2 separate regions of the Sus scrofa genome follow, and region 2 is linked to region 1. A link is a contact called in public promoter capture Hi-C data. All regions are on one chromosome and are shown on one strand. The core of a region is the stretch at or near the end of the contact, and the rest is flanking DNA. Distances in the headings are between cores, read along the strand shown.

Region 1 (3,298 bases), core at 370-2,869:
TGGGTGAGGCTCTGTAACATAGCAGTCTGCTTCATGTGATACAGGTATCTGTTCTCTGTTTTCTATTCTGAGAACTGCTTGAGGTCAGGTTTGATGCTTTGCTTTGCGTATCTTTCCCTATAAATTGCTTCTCTGCCCAGATCCTAATAATGTATACAGTAGGCACAAAACATGCAATTACATACATGAATGGGTAAATTAGAACATATATCTTAGAATCTAGAATAAATCTGTCCTGACATATAAGACTTTAAAGGAAGAATGAAAATTGACATCTACCTTATTAAATGCTACTTATCAAAGACTGTTGATGCATTCTTAAAGAATTAATCACAGGACTTTCATTTAATGAAAAACAGGAAGAGATTGTTATATTTTATCCTGTTTCATATCTCAGCAGTTGGCATTGGATTTAGTTATTTGGAACAGCAACATGGCAAAAGTTGAAAGGAAACTATTTGTTTGGCCTGCCTAATTTTTTTTTATTTTTTTTTTGTCTTTCAGCCTGTGTGATGAATAGGTGTAAAATCACCTCAGGTGAAAAACAGACCCACTACAGCTTCTGTTATTCCATTAACTGACAAATAGCATTATTGCCTTCCACCCCACTCCACCCCACCTTCCAAATGAGGAGTATTTAACTGACAGACACAAGTTAGACATTAAAAGTTAAAATGACTCTAATGGTAATTGGCCATTCTCCCAATATTTTGAGGCTAGGAACATAATTACAGATGGAAGGTTAAGTCCAACTTCCCGGCTCAGAAGAATTAAAACCAAAGCCATCAAATATATTGTTTACATCATCTTATCAGCCTTAGTTTAAGGTTTACATGCTGTTTTTAATGTTCATGTGTAAAAAAATGAAACTAAAAGTCTTGACAGATTCTGAAACAATTTTAATTGGGAAAAATGTAAAGCACTTTAATGGAATTTTTCCCATGATCTGTAGAAGGGTTTTTTAACAGATGGTTCAAATGGACAAAGCAATGAAAACATAGAAATTAAAAGCAGATCCTTTAGAAAAATAACTGCGCTCTCAGAAATCCTATAGATGATGGCGGGACTAGATGTAAAGCAGCAGTTTCTCTTGCTGTCAAGGTTTTGAGAGAACAGAAATTTATTAGGTGATCCCTCCCAGAGGAGGGGTATACCGCCTCTTGGTAAGAATTAACTATTCATTTGGAATTTCAGCCAACTTCAACAGTTTGAAAATCTCCACGCTTGCAGGGCAATTCCATCCAGGTGACCATAAAAGATACAGTTGTGATGCAAACAGGTATTTTTCTAGAAGAAGAACCCCTCAGTCCGAGGCGCTTATTTGGTGGAATAAAAACAATCTAAAATCTTCCCACCTTCTCAGCAACTTGGAAAAACAAAAAAACTGCCCTAGGTCTATGAAGTTCTGCGTTTTGAATAGAAAAACCCTGACTTTCTAGGATCAAAGCAGTGAATGGTGAGAAAAAAGGAAACTTTTCAACATGGAATTTTTCTGCATTCAGCGCAGGCTAGCGAAGTAAAAACTAACGCTCGAAAGTGGCATCTCCCAACCAGGCTTCAAACTTCAGGGAGAGATAACGTTGCTTTCTCTCCCAGACATTTCTAGGCAGTGGGTGATGAGAACCGGTAGGGAGGCATATTGGGAGCTGGAGATGTTTTAGTGGAGTGGAGGGCACCAAAGTGTCACCGCGGGCTAGTGGAAGCTGGGCGCCCAGGAGTTGCTGAGTTAACGCCCGCGCGCAGGCAGGAGCGCGATCCCGCCGCGGCAGTGCAGAGCCCAGGAGCAAAGTGCGGGCAGCTGGGCGCGGGCAGGAGGGTAAATGGGAGGAGGGGCGGGGCGGCGCGGGGTGGGAACACGGCGGCGGGAGGAGGGTCTCCAAGCCCGGCCCGATCAGCGAGCGCTCTGAGCCTGCGTCCACCGAGGGGGAGGGTTTCCCCGGCCCGGCCGGAGGGGCGGCTGGGCGCTTCTGGCTCCCAGCGCAAACGACTGTCAAGGGAGTAGGAGAGCAGAGCTGCCGGAAGTGCCTGCGAATCGAGAGAACTTTCCTGCTCCGGCCGCGGCCCGGAGCCTCCGCCGCCTCCGCGCTTGCGGCGACGATGCGTCCGAATGACAACGACCTGAGCGGACCCGCGCCTTGGCCCACCGCCCGCGTGGGCGCTCGCCTCGCCTCGGGGGAAGAAGCCTGAGCCCGGAGGCGTCCGCGCGCCGCCGAGTCCCGCGCAGGCGGCGCGGCGTGCGGGACCGTTTCCCTTGCACGTCCCCTCGCGTCCCGGCTGGTTCCCCAGGATCGCGCGTCCCAGGCGCCGGCTGCGGTCGCCAGCTGTCCCCGCCTCGACCGCCGGCCCGGACCTGCCCTGGGCGGCCGCTGGCAGTGCTGGTGCCATGGGGCTGCCGACTCTGGAGTTCAGTGACTCCTACTTGGACAGCCCGGATTTCAGGGAGCGCCTGCAGTGTCACGAGATTGAACTGGAGAGAACCAACAAGTTCATTAAAGAGCTCATTAAGGACGGCTCTCTGCTCATCGGGGCGCTGAGGAGTAAGTTGAGCTGGCGGGGGCGGGAGGAGAGGGCTCGGGGATTTGCGGAGTCCCTGGGAGGGTGCGGGTCTGAGGGGTGGGTTAGAGGAAGCGAAGCTTCTTTTGTTTGAATGGGTTTGGGGACAAAAGCTGAAGAGCTCCCCTGCCGGTGGCCAACAAAGTTTGTTCCTAGGTGTTCTCAATTTGCTTCCAAGTCTGTAGGGAAGGGAAAAATTCTCTACCGGATACTGGAATATATATCCTGAGGAATGTTGATCAAAGTCATCGTTTTGTATAACGCTCTTTGAAAAATGTTGGCGACTGTTGGTCTTTTTTTGCAACTTTATTGTGCCTAGTTTAAACTTTTTAAAAAAGTCCTTCAGGAGGGGTTAAAGAGTTTATCTGAAGGATAAATATAAAGCTAGATTATTTAGTGATATTCAAGGAAAATTATTAATTTCTTCTGTACATCAGTGGCTCTTCATTGGGTAGATCAGTCTTCAGGCCTTTTGAAAGATATGTAGCTTTGTAGTTTTGCGATTTAGTAAGATGAATGACGACAGCATGGCACCACTGGGTTTTTATCTCTTTACAAGACTTTTGTGCGTCTTAATTTCTGGCTTGCATTGTAACCCTGGTGTTGGTGGAGTCACTGGGGATGAGAGTTCAGTGGCTAAAGACCAATCAGAACTTCTTTTCTACAGCAAGTAAAGATTACTTTTAGGGGCTTCTCCCGCCTCCTTTTCTGCATACCTCCTGTTAGGATTTTCCTCACTCCTTTT
Region 2 (3,298 bases), core at 424-2,923, 46 kb after region 1:
GGTTATCTTTCATCTGTGAGTTTTAGCAAGGCAAAAAGTAAGGAAATGTTTACCCATGGTAAATAAAATACTCTTGAATTTAGTATCAATTCCAGGATACATTCACCTTCTTTTTAAACTTGTTTTAATATCAAGAACTCTAGACTTGGAAGTTTGAAATCCCAAGAGACATTTTTTCTATGACTCTGAAAAATAATTTCAAGTTGCATTTTTTCCCGAGAAGGATAAAATAAATACGTAATGATTGGTTTTCTTCCGTAATTGAGTTTCATTTGTGTGATTGACTCTAATAAAAATTTTCTAACCTAATTCAGTTGATTAAAGCAGAAAAGATATTTTGTACAGTGAAGTATGGTTATCTAAGTTTTTAAAACTATTTCTAGAGTTTCAAAATAAAAATTTAAAAAGTGTAAGTAATTTATAAAGTGTGTACATGTATGCCCTGATCCTTGCACTCTTTCCTTTAATAATCCTGTCTTTTCTTGTTCTATCTGGTAAACATGAGTTGCTTATGGCTTGTGTACTGAAAATGCTGCCAGGAAGTAGGGTGAGCAAAAGCTTCTTTTCCCATGACCCTTACTCTAATGTTGTTCCAACTTAGAAATGTCTTGATAACCACATTCATTCCTGACACACCCCACCCCCAACACACACAAAACTACTGAATGCCATCTGTCCCGTAGTCTAGCTGCAGTTTGTTTTATGCTAGTGGGGAAGGCTTTTACCTATGGTAGTGAATAGCTCTGAAAAGATTTTGTGTGTGTGTGATATGTTGCCTGTGTATAGAAAAACTGTTAAAAAATCAGTTACTTGATGTGATCCTGGAAGCTACAAGTTGACTAGTCTGTTTTTGTCCCCTCTCATTTTGGACTCACTGAAGCTATGTATACGTGCTTACTTCTACATACTTTTTGTGTGTATTTTGAAGTTTTGCTGCTGACAAGGAAATCGAATTGCTAAAACATAGTTTAGATCCCCTTGGTCTATGACATCTATCATGAATATAAAAGTTTTTTAAAAGACTAGGTTATCCTGATCACAGTCCATTCTACTGTATACCCTGGTTGTCATCTGATGTACCAAATTTCTTCCTTTGGAATAGAAGGGAGAGAAAGATATTTATTTGAAAAACGCCAGGGCTCTGAATTTATCTAAATGTCCCACTAACACTGTTAAGTAGGGAGTAACATTCTTTTATTATATATATATACACAAAAATTGAGACTGTGAGGAAGAAGTTAAGAAATTTGCTCAAGGTAATAGAAAGCTAGTTAGTCATGAATCTAGGATTTAAAACTGTCTGATGCTACAGTACAGATCCAGGGAAGATCCCTCCAGCCCTAACTGACCCTGACTCTAACCCTAAACCTAACCGAGTTTTGAAACTTTATTTACAGTATTATTTTAAAAATGTACAGGTAGAGTGAAAGGAATGCTTGTGGTGATACTTTATTTCCCCTGTCCTAATGAGATTTAAGCTGACAGGGTTCTGTATGAAGTGTAGTTATTCCTGGAGCAAGGACACGAGCCTCATCCCATCTCCCAGGGCTTGGGTGGAAAAGCAGACAACTTTACTTGGACTGCAAGGCTGCTTTGTGAGAGAGGGAGAAAGAAGCCTTGTTCTTATAGTCAGTGACATGTGATGCTTCCTCCAAGGCTGCAGGACGTGAAGGTTAAGTGCGTGTGAGTAGAGGGGTGTGGGATACAGGAAGCTCTACTGTGGACTGTTTCCTGTTCTGTGTGTCCGCCGTGTCACTGACCTTGACACATCCCTGGGCTGCTCTCTGCAGGCCCTAGCCAAAACTGAAGATCCCTGAAGGTTTAGCTTCCTTGTCCTGTCTCTCAGTTAAACTAGGAATCTGAATTATGGCCACACCAAGTTAACAGCTCTGAGCCTAAATGAAAATATTAGAGAACCCATGTCATGCATATGCTTCCTGGAAAGCAGGTTTCTCTTGTGGAAGAATTTTTCCCCTATGGTGTGAAAGTAGAGATAAATTTTGGGAAAACAACTTAGTATGAGGAGTACTTCTTTTAAACTGAAGATGTTATTTTGTCCTTGACCAAGTTTAGAGCAAGAATTACTTTGCATGTGTACTAGTGACTGCAGTGTGCAGTTCTGGCATGCTCGGTCCTAGGGGGAAATCCACTAGGTGGGTGACTTTAATCTGAAACTTCTGCATTTTTATTTTTTTGAGGATTTTAAAAAAATAAACTTTAAAGGAAATCTTCATAATCTCTTCCGGAAACAAAAATTGAGTGGCAGCTCTTCTAAACAAATTGTAGCTAATCTTCTCTCCTTTTCTTTCCCTAAGCAAGCTCATGCTCATGCTTCAGATCGTCTCCTCTGCCTTTTTCTCACCGTGTGTCAAATACTGTCATGACACCAGTCGCTTTAGTAAATATAATCTGTATTCTCCACCAGACTATTAACTCCTGGTTGAGAGAGAAGGTCTTATTTTTTTTTGTAAAACTTAATATGTAGGCCTTTGTGTTTCTGGTTTAGAAACAAAACGCAAAACACAAAACTAAATATCTTTTATGTCATAGGCCCATTATCATTGTTGAGCTAGAATCAGTGTCTTCGATCATTTCTTTTGAACCTTTGGCAGAAAGCTGACCTTGGGACTGAAATAGCCCTAACATCACATTCAGTGATTGTAGTTTGTGGTTGATTGTCCTTCGGGAACATAGTGCAGGAGCCATGAGTGTGAGTGAGATTCTGTGGGCTCTACTTTTCAGCTTTAATAGCTGAGGTTTTAGGCATGCAACCTGTGGTTGGAGATGGTCCTGTATTTGAAGCGCTTTGAGGTTCCTTTGGAAGAATAGTGTTTTATAATTTGAAACAACAGATTCTATTAATTAGAAAGCCTTCTAGGTTGAATTACTGAGCACTTTGTTATATGCCAAGTGGGTGGTGCCCCCCCCCAGGCCCAGAGAAGTGGTCGCCTAGCATCTTGTCACACAGGACCATGTGGTAAATTAACCCTTGACTTCTGACACTCCATCCAGTTACGCGTCAGTGATAATCCAATGTCTACATATTTTTAAGTCCCATGAGCTGTAAATGTTTGTTGTGTTAATCATTTTAATTCTGGATCTTTAACTTTGAGTTCATTCCTTTTAGAACTACTTATAACCACATGATAAAAAGTATATAAATGAAATTTAAGCCAGCTGATTTGGGAGACTTTCAAAAAAGTCATTCTCACCAAACTGGTAAGGTTTCTGTAGCACTTAACCATAGTAGGTTATATGGTTAAATATAGAATTTTACTATCATTGTGAATAAAGGGCA

The links. Promoter capture Hi-C pulls out the DNA fragments that hold promoters and counts their contacts.
Region 2: a contact with region 1 is called in a promoter capture Hi-C map of liver, with 2.6 times the contacts expected there. The contact joins the enhancer-like site here to the promoter of ARHGAP42 in region 1. A contact is called at or near these places in 2 of 5 promoter capture datasets (fetal liver and liver), 6 of 47 Hi-C or Micro-C datasets (fetal heart ventricle, fibroblasts, heart right ventricle and 2 more) and 1 of 2 datasets of contacts at active chromatin or transcription factors (skeletal muscle).

What each region holds. Positions count from the first base shown.
Region 1 is chr9:31,718,967-31,722,264 of Sscrofa11.1, forward strand. ARHGAP42 (rho GTPase-activating protein 42) reads left to right here and starts at 1,620. Exons shown (of 24, transcript XM_021062699.1): 1 at 1,620-2,537. The coding sequence starts at 2,384.
Region 2 is chr9:31,764,873-31,768,170 of Sscrofa11.1, forward strand. All of the region lies in intron 1 of ARHGAP42 (rho GTPase-activating protein 42), which reads left to right. Among named protein-coding and RNA genes, the nearest start is that of ARHGAP42, 46 kb to the left of the region's middle. Within about 2 kb of position 1,674, at least 18 of the 83 cell types and tissues checked have an H3K27ac peak or open chromatin away from gene starts, as enhancers often do. A contact at or near this core is called in fetal liver and liver, where this site is marked.